2 separate regions of the Sus scrofa genome follow, and region 1 is linked to region 2. Evidence: chromatin contacts called from public HiChIP or PLAC-seq data. All regions are on one chromosome and are shown on one strand. The core of a region is the stretch at or near the end of the contact, and the rest is flanking DNA. Distances in the headings are between cores, read along the strand shown.

Region 1 (6,579 bases), core at 2,289-4,788, 600 kb after region 2:
AATAGCAAATGGACAGATGCTGTTTTCTTCTAAGATATATATATCTTAATATACATGTATAAAAATAATAAGTATGTATAAAAGATAATAAATATGTATATGTGTATAAAATATATAATATATATACACATGTATAATATATATCCAGAACATATCTATCTCCTATGTATAAATATATTTCACACGTACCTCATATATAAACATATCTCATATATACATGTTCATATATATATAAAACATATGTATTATCTGGTATCTATTATTTCACATTTTTATTAGCTCATAGCATGTGCCATCTCTAGTTTTTGTTTCAAGAACTGTTTTATTAATCATAAGTTTAATTCTTGAACAAGGCCTTTCTTCCCAAATATATATGCATCCCTTTTTCTTTAGAAACAAAACTCAGATTTTTAGCTGGTTATATTGCTTCCTATAACAAAAAGCACATTGCCTTCCAGATATTTTATCAGTTAAGTTTGGCCATGGGACTGAGTTCTGGCCTTGAGTTATTAAAGAGAAATATTTGTGGGACTTCTCTGAAAATTGCTTAAAGGAAATTGATTCAGGCAGAAGTTTATCATACTCTTCTACCTTTCCTCTTTCTTAGTTTTAACCTGAAAATAAGTGGTGATAACTGGAGCACCAATAGCCATCTTGGAACATGAGGTGACCTGAGGGTGAGAAACAAGGTGTTAGGACGAAACAGAGGAAAAAAGAGAAGATTGGGTCCTTGAAAAAAATTGAGGAGCCACCATTCTTCTCTGTAATTTCTACTTTCAGACTTTTTCTACACCTGAGGGAATTAAGATTCTATCTTAAGTCATTGTTATTTGTTGTTGTTGTTTTTTTGTTAAGCAAGGATTCCAAGAGGGCCAAACCAGTACTCAGACTCTGGTTACATCTGATAAACCCATAGATCAGCATCCCTCACTGCCAGCAATTGGTATGTGTTGTTAAATAAAGATGGAAATCTATTACTTTAACAAGGGATGACTTGTTAAACCCAAATATGACTAGGTAATAACCCTCTTATTTATTTCTAATGCGTAAATTTGTATCCACATGCTCCCTGGGAGATAACTGTTTTGCGTTGTGTCATTCTGATTTTGAGTTAGAGGGGCACTGTAAATTTATCTTGTAGGAAAAATAGCATCTTGTTTGAAATTGTGAATAAAGCGGACTCTCCATTGCACTGAAACAGGGACAACCTTATACTTCCTCTTCAATACCTAGTCAATCCATTCATTCACCAAATATTTTTGAATAGCTATTATAAATCAAATAAGTTATGGAAAGTCTTTGTTATTTAATCAACCTATCACTTGTGTCACCTGGGAATTTGGTGAAAGTAGAAAAAAGAAAAGAGGAAAAATTGAACTGAATGGAAAAGAAATCTAAATATTTTCCCAAATATTTGTCTTCTTTTTAAAAAATTTTTTTTCCCTGGAGTTCCCATAGTTGTTCAGTGGTAACAAACCCAACTAGCATCCGTGAGGATACAGGTTTGATCCCTGGCCTCTCTCAGTGGGTTAATGATCCAGTGTTGCCATGAGCTGTGGTGTAGGTGGCAGACACTGCTCTGATCTGGTGTTCAGGCAAATTCTGATTCCTATTTTGGGTTCCGATGGTTATCTCCCAGGGAGCATGTGGATACAAACCTACTACACCAGAACTCAACTTGGACTCAAGATGGCTTTGATACAAAGCTAGTAGAGAATGAAGATATGGTTTCTTGACATTATATATATATATATATATTTATATATATATAATGTGTGTATATACATATATATCTTATATCATAAAACTTATAATTTGTATCAATATATGCTTGATATCACAGCCAGTGTCATTTTCTCATCAAGTCATCTCAGTTGCAAAACTAACATCAAAGGAATGTCACATGCTATAACATGTATTTTGCTTATTCTACTTTTATCTGGATATGAATATGAGTAATGCACTTAGTTATAATGTTCCTTTAAAGCACTCTTTTCCTACGTGCTGAAAAACCTCCTACACATTTATTCTTTTTGGATTTATTTAAAAGGTGACCAGGAGTTCCCGTCATGGCTCAGCAGAAATGAATCTGACTAGTATTTATGAGGACACAGATTTGCAGGCTTTGCTCAGTGGGTTAAGCATCCGGCATTGCATTGGTGTAGGTTGCAGACATGGCTCTGAACCAGCGTTGCTGTGGCTGTGCAGTAGGCCAGTGGCTACTGCTCCAATTTAACCCCTAGCCTGGCAACCTCCATATGCCAAGGGTGCGGCCCTACACAAACAAAAGAATAACAAGAACAACAACAAACAAAAGGTGACCAAATAAATATTTCCTTTTGCCAGTCTCCCTTTAGTAAATTTAGCTACTGTTACATAAGTAAAGAAGATATGCATGGTTGGACAAGATATGGAAAGACCAGTATTTTGTAGATAAACACAACGTGAAAACAAGGAACTACTCTTTAATTACTGGCATAGAAATAATGGCAAAAAAGAAAATTACTTCCAGAACCACATTTTATCATCTGACTAGTTGCAAAGAGCACATTTTGTCTGTTTTCATCAAGTGAAAATCATAACCATCTGAATTTAGGGCTGTAAAGAATGTTTTTAACAACTCAGGATCCTTGACAGTAACTATCCCATTACTAAAATGGTTATTTAGCTAGACAGTGGTTAGAACCCTTGAGAAACATTTTATCAGGTTAACTGGTTAGAGGAAGAATAAAAATATGTATATATTAAAAGACATAAATTATCACATCTGAGAAGCCAAAGGTGTAAAGTGTATTCAACACTACCAACTGTAGTGTAAAGAAAATTCCAAAGCATGACAATTCAAAGCAATTGTTAGTAGTACTTGTGGTAGAACTGAAGTGAAATAGAAATATAAGGCATTCGTTTAATTTATGATCTTGTTGAAAAACGGTCCCAACACAGTAGATTTTTCCTCCTAGGACAAGCCAGATGTGGGACTTCTAAAGACATTGGTATGGAGCCACAGAGAGATTTCAAATGCTGGGAGAGAATGGCAAACACAGAGTAAAGGTGACTCAGACAAAATACAAAAGCTATTTCCTCTTCAGTCATTTATACAGCAACTCGTACTAAATAAAAATGTGCAATATATATGTTAGAAATTCTTATGGTCTGGTGCTTTTACTGCCCTGGCATGATTAGTTGAGACAATTTAGCCAACGTTGTCAACTATTTACTTTTTCATCATCCTGATATTTGATCAGCAATTCCTCCAGAACTAACAGTAAAAGGGAAACAGCCAGAAGTTTTGGTCGGTAATCAGGTGTTAACCCTAGTCTATTTTATGAAAGGTTTATACCTCATCTTAGAAAGCTGACTGTTTCTCTTTTTTGATAGCCAACAAGAAGCAATGCCTTAGGCCTATTTGGTTGCTGTCCTGGGTAGAAGAGTTTGGCAGCCCTAGGGAGATGAATTCTTCAGCCTTGGACACGCCCAGAGTAAAGAAGCAACACCCTCTCAGCCACTACTCTGTTGCTATGAAACAAAAGACTAGGAAGGTGAGCGAAGCAGGAAGTCCCGCCTTTTAGCTGGAGTCGGCTTTGGCTCGGGTTCCCAAGGCTCACGCCCACCCGCCCACTCGTTATTGGTCAGTTCCCTAGTGCCTTGATTCCTTTCTTCCATTTCCTTTCCCTTTTCTACTTTCGCTCTCGGGTGAGTCCGATCCCCCCATTTCCCACTGAATCCCTTTCTGTTTGGGAAGTGCGGCGAACGGGGCCATTCCTCTGGGGCCATTGTGTACTGTGGAAGACGTGGACCGGGTGGTAGTGCGAGGAGGACGGGTGCCTCCCGCCCATTGGCGCCGCCCGCTGTCCGGCAGGGCACGAATGCGCGTGATTGGCCCAACCCCGCGAGGCCCCACCCTGGCCCCGCCCCACCCCTGGCTCTTGCTGTGTGTATCCTACAGGGGTGGGGTGTCCAGCGAGTGGTCTCCTCCTCCAGCCAGGGCTGCTGCGGCGTCCCGCGGCCTCCCCGAGTCGGGCGGGAGGGGAGAGCGGGCGTGGATTGGTCTTGACGGTAATTGTTGCGTTTCTCCGTCTCGGTGGCTTTTGCTCTGAGTCGCTCCTTCCTCCGGAGTGGGCTTTTACGGCGATTACACACTCCTTGCCTGGGCTACCCAGGCGCCCTGTTCTCAGGGCGTGTAGAATCGGACCCGCGCACACGCGTGTCTCTGGGCAGCTACAGCGCCGAGACGCCAGGAGGGAAAGGGGCGCTAGGGAGGCTCGACGCTGCTTTCCGCCCGGGGACCCGGGGGCAGCCAGGCGCGGGCCACGGAGGAAGAAGGGACAGCCCCGGCTTCCAGCTGCTGTCGCCGCCGCCGTCACAGTTTGAAGAGGGGTATTTAAAGCCTGGACCCGAGCAGGGGCAGGGGAGGAGGAAGAGCGAGTTAAGGGAGGCGGGCGGCTGGAATTGCAGACAGCCCCCGGGGCGCGTCTACCTGGGAGCCAAACGCGGAGCGTCGGAGACGCCACTGGGCTGCGGGCGCTGGAGAGGCGAGGGGATACTTTGTCCTTTCTCTGTCCACCTTCCTCCCCCAGCTGTGGTCCGAGAGTGGCAGGGGAGGGGCCTGAGCAGCAAGGAGGCACAGATGTCCCGAAACAAAGCTTTGGACCCCCTACCCCCACCCTACTTGGATGAGACGAGAGGCAAGGAGCGAAAGAAGTGAACTCTCTCCTTTCTGTGCCCGCTCTTGTCAGTTTCTCTCGCTTTTAAAATGGGTTGTTTGTTGGATTATTTGGCTCTTAACTTTGGGGCAGCTCCTCAACCGCGTTGGTTTAAAGAACTGTGTGTTCGTGTGTCCATGTTCATGCGTCTGTACTGGTGGTTTTAGCGGGGAAAATCCAAGTCCTAAGCCTTTGTTGACAACAGACGTGCCCCTTAGGCTCCTGTAGAATAATCTTTATGTTTATATAATTTGGTGAGATCTAACAGAGTGAAAGTGCGGTTTTGGAGTGAGGCTCCCCAAATCTTTTCTAAGGGCTTGAGTTCTAGTCTTTTTAATTGGGATTAAGGCAGGGAGGATGAAAACATCGTGCTCTTACCTAGTTGGCAGAAATCTCTATAAGTTTTTTGTTATGAGTTGGGTATTAATCAAGCCTTCACTACTTGCAGTGTGAGAAGGGTGCATCTTTAACCCTTAGTGTTCCAAAAACAAATCTAAGGTCATTGCTCCTAAATCTCTTTGTGGTATGTAAAGATTGAGAGTACAGATTCAAATACTACTGAAAAGTTGAATCTGGGACCCTGGATTTTGTTCTCATTGATGGTGGAAGATTTAATGGGTACACATGAAGCTGTTTTTTTTTGTTTTTTTTGTTTTTTTTAAAGTATTTTCATAACCAACTAACTTTTTTTTTTTTTTTTAATTTCCCTTTCCAAGAACTAAGATTCCAGATGGCAAATTCTATGAATGGCAGAAACCCTGGTGGTCGAGGAGGAAACCCCCGAAAAGGACGAATTTTGGGTATTATTGATGCTATTCAGGATGCTGTTGGACCCCCTAAGCAAGCAGCAGCAGATCGCAGGACAGTGGAGAAAACTTGGAAACTCATGGACAAAGTGGTAAGTTCTGACTGTGCCTGTACAGAGCTCAGTTCACCCTGGATATGGTTTCTCCAGTTTTACTTATACTGTTAATTTATAATAATTACTGTTATGTCTTTTGATTTGGAGTGACCACTTATATGTGCTCTGAGTGTTTTGAAAAGTTGGATTCAGGGCAAAGATTTGTTTTCTTACCTTTTGTCCCACTCTTCAGGGTTCAAAGGTCCTCTATATAACTCAGATATGCAAAGTTTTTTACTGTTGGCTGCTCTTTGTTAATGCATGGCATAGAATAGTTTGTAAGTGTTTGTTCCATCTTACGTAAGGTTGTGTTGCTCTTAGATAACAAAGGACTCCAAAAAAGACTGCAAACGAGTAATTTCAGAAATGTCTCAGCTGGACCACTCATGACAACCACAGCGTGTGATGCTGAGAATGTTTGCTGGGGAAAGAACCAGATTAGTCCTTAAGTGAGAGTTTCCATTTTCCTCTCTGAGAATTCATCTTCATTAAGAAACTTTTTTGTTGTTGTTAGTGGTAGAGTTACAGTGTCTTTCATCTATTCCATTTTGAAACAGGAAACCTTTCTGATTGCGCATTGTTTATTGTGAAAGGAAAATTTATGATGGAGGTGGTGGGACTGAGAGTTATCAGAAACCTCTGTGGTTTCTACATGTTGCTTTCAGATGAACTACAGCTTTACAAGAAGAAAAGTCTAGGCAGAACCCAGAGAAGCCTAGGCAGCCTGCATACTTTACAGGGGTCTACAGAGGAAACTGGAACTATCAGTTGTCCTATCATACTAAGTAGGATTAGGAAGTAAATATGATTAAGGTGTAGCTTGCTGCTGTGAAAATTTAGTAGTTTACTTTTGAGTCAGTAGTACTGCCCCCTATATATTGGTAAATGTTTACAGCACCTTATGGTTTTATTTCATTGATATTTGGGGCTAATTATAAATTTAGTTGATGCAGGGCTCTTGATATCTTTGTAACT
Region 2 (7,656 bases), core at 3,330-5,829:
CTATCCTACACCATCCAAAAAAACCACAGAAAAATATGTATTTCTAGTGAGCTCAGCAAGAGAATATTGAACAACAACTATGGCTTAACCGTAATGTTCCAAAACACCTTTCGCATTTCTTCATCTCTATGTCTATATTTAATAATTTTTAATTTTTAACATAGTTTTTCTTTCTGATAGGGCCTAAATATCAGGAATGCCTGTCACTTATATTTCTTATAGAAATTAATAGATTAATTTGGCTTTTACTGAGTCCTGACAGTATTCAAGCTACTAGGGACACAAAGACAAAATAGGTGGTTAGAAGCATATGGAATGAGAATGACAGGACATTGTCTTGGCTCTTCAGAAAGAACTCTTTTACCTTCAGGGAGCTTACATTCTTGTAAATATACAGTGGTTACATATTAATAATTGCAATAAAGCAGATATATGGTCTTATAAATACAAATAGAGAAAAGCACCGCAGTGTTACTAAATATCATATGGACTGGTGAGTGTGGGCATTCTGGGAGTCTTCATAGAGGATGAAAGATTTGAAGTGGCTATTGAGAGATGAGGAAGTGAAGGTAATAGGGGAAAATGTGAGGAGAAGCTGAAGGCATGAAATAAAGGATGCTGGATTCACATCTTAAATTCACATGTTGCTGAGTCCGCAATATGGGACAAAGGAGATATGTAACACTTCTCAGGAATGTAAGATGTGAGTTGTTGGGTGGAGCTTAAAAGCCTCTCTATAATCTGGCTGAAGAATGGTGAGACTACAGACTGAGTCAACAAGTGAATGGAAAGTAGAAGCTGAAATTAGTCAGTGAACAGATTTTGGTCATTGAGTAAATGTGGAAGATGAGGAAAATGGTATCCCTCAGGGTTGTTTACTAGATACTTCCCATTTTCCTTCTGAACAGTGTTAATTTTGCACTTTCTCATGCCCCTGAAGTGAGACGTGGCACTGTGACTTGCTTTGGCCCATTGATGCTGTCTTTGAGCAGAAGTGATATAGGTTGCTTCCAGGTATATATATATTCATTAAGCAATTTGACATGCTTTTTTTCCTTGGCTGTGGTCATCATGAAGTGTGTATTGAGATAGATCATGTTAGCTCAAGTTCCCAAACAACTATGGTGATCAGAGACACCTGCCCACTCATATGCAAAATTCTTTGTGAACAAGAAATAAACTTGTGTGAAGCCATGGAGATTGGCAATTGTTGTTATTGTCATAATTGACCTTGACCAATGTACACACCATACACAGCATTCTAGAACATCAATTAATTCACTCATTTGACCTGAGTGAACTCTTAAATTCATTATTTTGACTTGATTCCATACCTAGATTTAGATTTTGCACATGTTCTATACATTAAGTCGTATACATTAAACTGCTTGTTAGGATCATTGTTAGATGATATCATTGGAAGATGAAAGCCCCTTTCTTTGCAGTTTTAAATCAGAATTTAGCAGTGAGAGTTACCAACAAGAGAATATTTGAAGAACACAATAGTAATTAGTATACCAGACAAACCTTTAAGGACATATGGATTCATACCTTAAATTCACTTGTTGCTGAGTCCATAATATGGGACAAAGGAGATATGTAACACTTCTCAGGAAGGGGCAGAAAAATGCTTTGGAAAATGATAGTCATTGAGGTATAGAGAGTCAGCAGAGAGTAGCATCTATAGAATTAAATTATCTTTTATGTCTGCAGTGCAAGGGTCAATGAAAATACAGAGAACTGTGGAAAACGTGTTTGGTAGTTAACTCCTCTTCATATGAGAACTGTCACTTTCTCAGCTTGCTTCCTTCCTGTCTGGAGCTTTGTGGACCTAAGGCTAAGTCTGTGACAGCCGAACATTTTTCAGGGCTTCAGACTGTACTACAAGCTTTTTAGAGGACCAGGTCGCTAAGAGCAAAACTCTGAACTCCAGGAAACCTAACGTCTGGCCCACATGTTTCTGCAGGGCACCCACTAGCTGCATTCACCATGACTAATTTTTGTTCTTTATTATTATTACTACATTTTTTACTTCTCCATTTGGTTTCAGGCACACCTTCACTGCTTTACAATATTATTGTTTAATCTTTATTTTATATAAATTTTGAAAGGGCAAGAGAAATCAATGAGAAAGCAAAGATCGAGTTTAGTTACTAACTGAAGTGGCCCTCTTGGAATCCACACACAGAGTGGTCAGATCATCTGAAACAGTATTTTTCAAAATGTTTGATGAGGGTCCACATAAATAATCCTATGTCACTAACACAAGTATAAGCATATAATTAAAACAAAAATGTTTTATTAGTTTTATCCACCATACACACACACACACACACACACACACACACACAGAGTCATGGGGGGTCTTATGTACCATTGGTGACCATACTTTTTTGGAAGGAAGAAGGCAAGGAAGCCACTCCCTAACCACTCAATACCCTAGTCATCTAACTCTGCTTAGCACTGCTGAAGTCTTAGAGCTGCATGTTTATTTGTCCTTTAACATAATCTTTTACAAGTACTAGAAACTTCTGTCATTTGATTATCTCAGGACATGGAAACTCTAGTAAGGAGACAGTTTTATTGTTGGCTGTTGTAGTAGTGGTTGTTACTGTCTTTAGTTTTTTTTAAAAAAAGCCTGTGTTCACAAGAAGAGGCAGCACTAAAGAATGAACTTGCAAGGTTAAAAAGAAATCCCAGAGTTGTGAAAATTGTCAGAAATTCCAGGAATGATGTCTGAGCACCGTACTTTCCTCTTACATCCTGGAAATCTTTATAGCCTAAGACTTATATCCCAAGACCCGTTTTTCAAACTGTGGGTCAAGAAACAATAATGAGACATATAAATTATTTAGTGGGTTATGATCATATTTTTCTAGGAAATATAGAATAAAATAGAATGCGTTGCACAGCATAAGGTAATTATGGTGAAAATTTTGTTTAATTACACACATACACAGTCACAATGTAACATGTATTATTATTGTAGTAAAAATAGTTAATTTTTTAAATATATTTTAACTGTTATTCCTTTTTTTTTTTTTTTTGTCCTTTTGCATTTTTTAGGGCCACTCCCGTGGCATGTGGAGGTTCCCAGGCTAGGGGTAAAATTGGAGCTGTAGCCACTGGCCTACGCCACAGCCACAGCAACATGGGATCCGAGCCGCGTCTGTGACCTACACCACAGCTCACAGCAACGCCGGATCCTTAACCCACTGAGCAAGGCCAGGGACCAAACCCGCAAACTCATGGTTCCTAGTCATATTTGTTAACCACTGCACCACAACGGGAACTCCTTAACTGTTATTCTTACATGCAGACTTTATTTTGAGTGGTCATATGTTAACTCATTTGATTTTCACACCCAGTCTTATAATTTTCCCCATTTTACACACTGATGCATAGGGAGGTTGAGTTATCCTCCTGACTTTACAAAACTATTCAACCTAAGCAGTTCAGAGCCATCTTAGCTCAGACTGTCAGGACGCATTGCAATAGATTGGGTGGTTTAAACAATGAACATTTATTTTTCACAGTTCCAGAGGCTGGCAGTCCAAGGCCAGGGTGCCACCATGATTGGGACCTTAGTAAACCCTCTTTCTGGTTTACAAAGGGGCATCTTCCTGCATCCTCACATAGTGGTTAGGGAGCTGTCTGGACTCCTCTAATCTCACTCACGAGGGCTTCACCCTCATGACATAATTATCCCACAGTTTGGTGCCCCACCCACATCACCCAGCATGATGGTATTTCATCACACCGGGGTTAATTTTTTGACTTATTAATTTGAGGGGGACACAAACATTCCATCCATTGCAACAGGATATGGTCATAACCTGTAAGCTATCTATATTATTCTCTGAGGATATTGAAAACATTGTCCTAGGGGACCATTGGCATAGGGCAGGAAGGAACATTTCTTTGGAAAAAAACAGTGAGTATACATAATGAATTAAGTGGACAAAATCAAGAAATTCTAGGCATAGGTAAAACGTGTGGAGAAAGAGCTGATAGAAAAGGAAAAAAAATAGTAGGGAGATATTCCAGGGAAATTATAAATGAGGATCACTTGTTTAATTTAGCTATTAGGAGAGGTCAATCCATTCTATGTAGTCATGTTGCATACTCTGTAATTTCCAAAACACCTTCGAATATGACCATCCATGCTTTTATCTGACTTGGAATTTAGCTCCTAGAATTTAAACTTCCCTTTTTCCTTGGAAACATTTTCATAATTGCCTAAATATTGGGCTGGGGAATATTTACAGAAAGTCACTTTACCCTTACCAGTTCATTTTCCTTTTCATCCTTTATTTATGCCATTTAAAACAAGTTCTCTGCAAGTCACATATTTGCTGACCATTATCATCCTCTCTCTGGCCAAACTAAACAACTTTCAGTGTTTTCATATGAGTTTATATGAATCATCCTCCTCCTGACATTTAATCATCCTTATTGTTGTCCATGGTACACAGCACCCCAAGGACCTCTGCTCTCACCGCAGTGCTCCAGGTGTGGTTCAGTCTCTCATCTGCCCTGCTCAGCCCCTCCAGCCTTGGAGGGTATGTACAAGAGAGAGGGGCCAGTGGCCACATGGTAGGAAGGAGGGACATTCATGCTTCCAGTCTTCTTGGGACCTCTGGGAAGATGTATCACCGTCAAAAAGAATCCATTTAGCTGTCTCCCTTGAGACCAAGAATTACCAACTTCTATAATCAGAGTGATTTCAAACAGATGGTTTTGCCTGCAGACTTTCTTGAAAATGCCTTATTTATTTGCCTTGTAGGACAAGACAGATTACTTGCTTCATCTTCTGTAGATTTTTTAAAATTGAATTAATTATCCCAATAGTAAACAGGTCATATTCACATGTATTTAGAGACCAATTTAAAACACACACACACACACACACACACTCACACACACACACACACACAACACACACACACTTCCAGATATAGATAGTGGGTCTGAAGTAATTTCTTGGTATTGCCTTTTCTTAAATATAAGAAAAACTTGCTGAAATTGTTTCTTTTATTAAAAAAAAATCTATTTTCAGTCCCTTCAAGAATGATATAATTGCATTTCATTTTGCTTTTAGAGATAACTATGAAATAAATATCGCCCGACTTGAAAAGTACAGCATTTCTGTTTCCAGAGAATTTATGGGAAAAGCTGAAGCTCTTTGGTTACCAAATATAATGGAAACAGACCACATTTCTTCTTAACAAAAAAGACTTCGGCAGCTGCATTAGCAAAGCGCTGCAGCTGAGGCTGTAGTTTCTAAGGTGTTGCTTATTCTGAACACTAGAGAGCACTGGTGATTTACTCAATTTTTCTTGTTTCCAGGGCTTTTAAAAATTCAGTGTGTTGCCAGCAACTTTTCGACTTTCCATGGGCAGGAATGGAGTGGAAAATAACTGTTCAAAAAGTCTATATTTTGAGGGGGGGGTATTAAAAATGTTCTCTGCAGAATCTACCAGGAGAAAGGGGAAAAGTGGCCAATCTATGTTACATGCCAATTAATGGTCCTTTTCCAGTTGTCCAGAGTTCAAACTTCATGACTTTTAAAATGAATGCCAGAAATGAAGTATAAAATAGAAGATGATTGTTTCCAATCCTATGTTCAATCACACTGTTTTCCTTTTGACTCTTATTTTTGCTATCACATAATGAAATGGTTTTGTATCTGTCAGAAAGACATTCTGGGCAGCAAGCAGTGATTAAACAGAATATGTTCATTTGGACATAATGAGGTGAGACAAAAAAGGATTAAATAAACAGGAGCACTGAGAGTATAAGACACCTTCACAAAGAGAGTTTAAAATAATACAGCAGAAACCCTAGTTATCTGTATGAACCATCCTCCCGATGCTTTGAGGCATAAGGAGAAAATAGAGAGCAGTGGTTAAAAACAACTGAAAAAAAATTTAAAGAGACACCAATATTTGATGTGAAGCACTGAGGGAAGCTACCAATTAAAAGCAGTGACAATAAATCAATTAGATGTGACCAGGATAATCAAAGCAACAACAAGCAGAGGCCACTGTACATACAGCCTGCTTGGTCTGTAATTACCTTCCCATCCCAGGTTGTTTTAAAAAACCCATTTCATATTTCCCTGAAGCTTACAGTTAGAGAATTTAGGAAAGGAAGCCTATTTTCCTTTCAGAATCTCATCTTGTCCAAATATGTCAATTCTTACACAGGCATGGAGGGAGGAGTGGGAGGGAAGGCATTATATGTTCTCAGCATGAACATCCTAGGAAGTACCTCCTAAGAGTGGCCAGCTTAAGACAGCCTCCTAATTTAATGTGACCCCATGAAGCACTGGATCACTGTAGCCCTGAAAGGCTGTTTGATTCCCATTCGTTTTCCTCTATCACTGATGAGAGTAAGGCAACCGCCATGTGATCATTCAAATAAATATACCCTGTATGCTGTGGTGTATGTAACGGTGCGGTTCACTGGGCAAGTCATGTGGACTCACACTAGGAAGAGCATCTGTCCAGGATAATAATGACCAGCTCAGTGCTACCTCTGGAACTCAGGTGTCACCTTCTTACTCACTAATAAAATACTTTCCCCTAATCCCAATAAGCTCATTGACTAAAGACTTCCTTATTTTGTTAACTGGTTTCTGCTTCCCATCTGGATGACTGCATTGTTTGGTGACTTGAGAAGTCCTTGGATGTCAGCTTGAGAAGATAATGGTTGCTTACTGACAATGACCTTTAAACAGTTTTAGCACTCAGAGAATCTCATAGTTTATAGAGAAGGATGAAGCAACTTATTTTACATGATGTTATTAGCAGGAGGATTTATCTTTCTTGCCAAGGCGGTTTATCCTCTGAAGAATAGGTTGATAAAGAATCCAGTATTATTAATATGCACAGAGAATTAAATCTGTAATATATAATTGCTTAGTTTATGGAACAGTTTTCTTTTGGTAGGTTTAAATTTTGAAGGCTGCATGCACATACATATCATTAAAACCTTGAAAACAATGTTATTGAGGATGCAAAGATCAATATAAGTATGGAAGTAGTGAGATAGTTATGTTTTGACTTACAGTGTTTACATTTCTCTTATAAAGAGGCTATACATTTCTATTATAAAATGAAAATCCTCATAACTGTTTTATAAGCCTCTGCATATTCTTGTACATTTTTACGTTTAATCACACAAACACCCCCCCACACACGTTTATGACCAGAGCCAATTTCTGATTTATTTTTCTGGAAAATAAGTTTATAAATTTTGAAACATTTTTGTTTCTAAAATGACTGACTTTAGTTTGTTACAATAAAAAGTGGAATGAGACATATAAATAGACCTCTTTCTTAAAATTCTCCTCTCTTCAAATAACATTAACTATTTTAACTCTATGTGTGTATAATTACACACTATTACATACATATATATGTACAACATCATTTAAAAATTTACAATTTATAATTTAAAGTATTCTAGAAGCTTTTTCAAGATTTCTTCACTATTTTGTTTAAAGGTAAAATTCTTTATTGAGACAACTTTTTTTTTTTTCCTGGTGGTAACTAGTTTAGAAATCGGGGACATTTTGACTTTACTTTGTTTATTCTCAGAGACTTTAGAGGACACATTTAGAACACAATCCCTTGGTGATGGCTGCTTAAA

The links. HiChIP or PLAC-seq counts read pairs in DNA pulled down with a chosen protein or histone mark.
Region 1: an H3K27ac HiChIP or PLAC-seq map of skeletal muscle shows a contact between it and region 2, with 9 times the contacts expected there. The contact joins the promoter of CBLB here to the enhancer-like site in region 2. A contact is called at or near these places in 3 of 5 promoter capture datasets (fetal liver, fetal skeletal muscle and liver), 5 of 47 Hi-C or Micro-C datasets (adipocytes, embryonic fibroblasts, epiblast stem cells and 1 more) and 2 of 2 datasets of contacts at active chromatin or transcription factors (alveolar macrophages and skeletal muscle).

The regions. Positions count from the first base shown.
Region 1 is chr13:153,476,987-153,483,565 of Sscrofa11.1, forward strand. It overlaps CBLB (E3 ubiquitin-protein ligase CBL-B), which reads left to right and starts at 3,539. Exons shown (of 19, transcript XM_021070494.1): 1 at 3,539-3,628; 2 at 5,420-5,601. The coding sequence starts at 5,434.
Region 2 is chr13:152,877,347-152,885,002 of Sscrofa11.1, forward strand. No RefSeq gene overlaps it. Among named protein-coding and RNA genes, the nearest start is that of CBLB, 600 kb to the right of the region's middle. Within about 2 kb of position 4,580, at least 9 of the 83 cell types and tissues checked have an H3K27ac peak or open chromatin away from gene starts, as enhancers often do.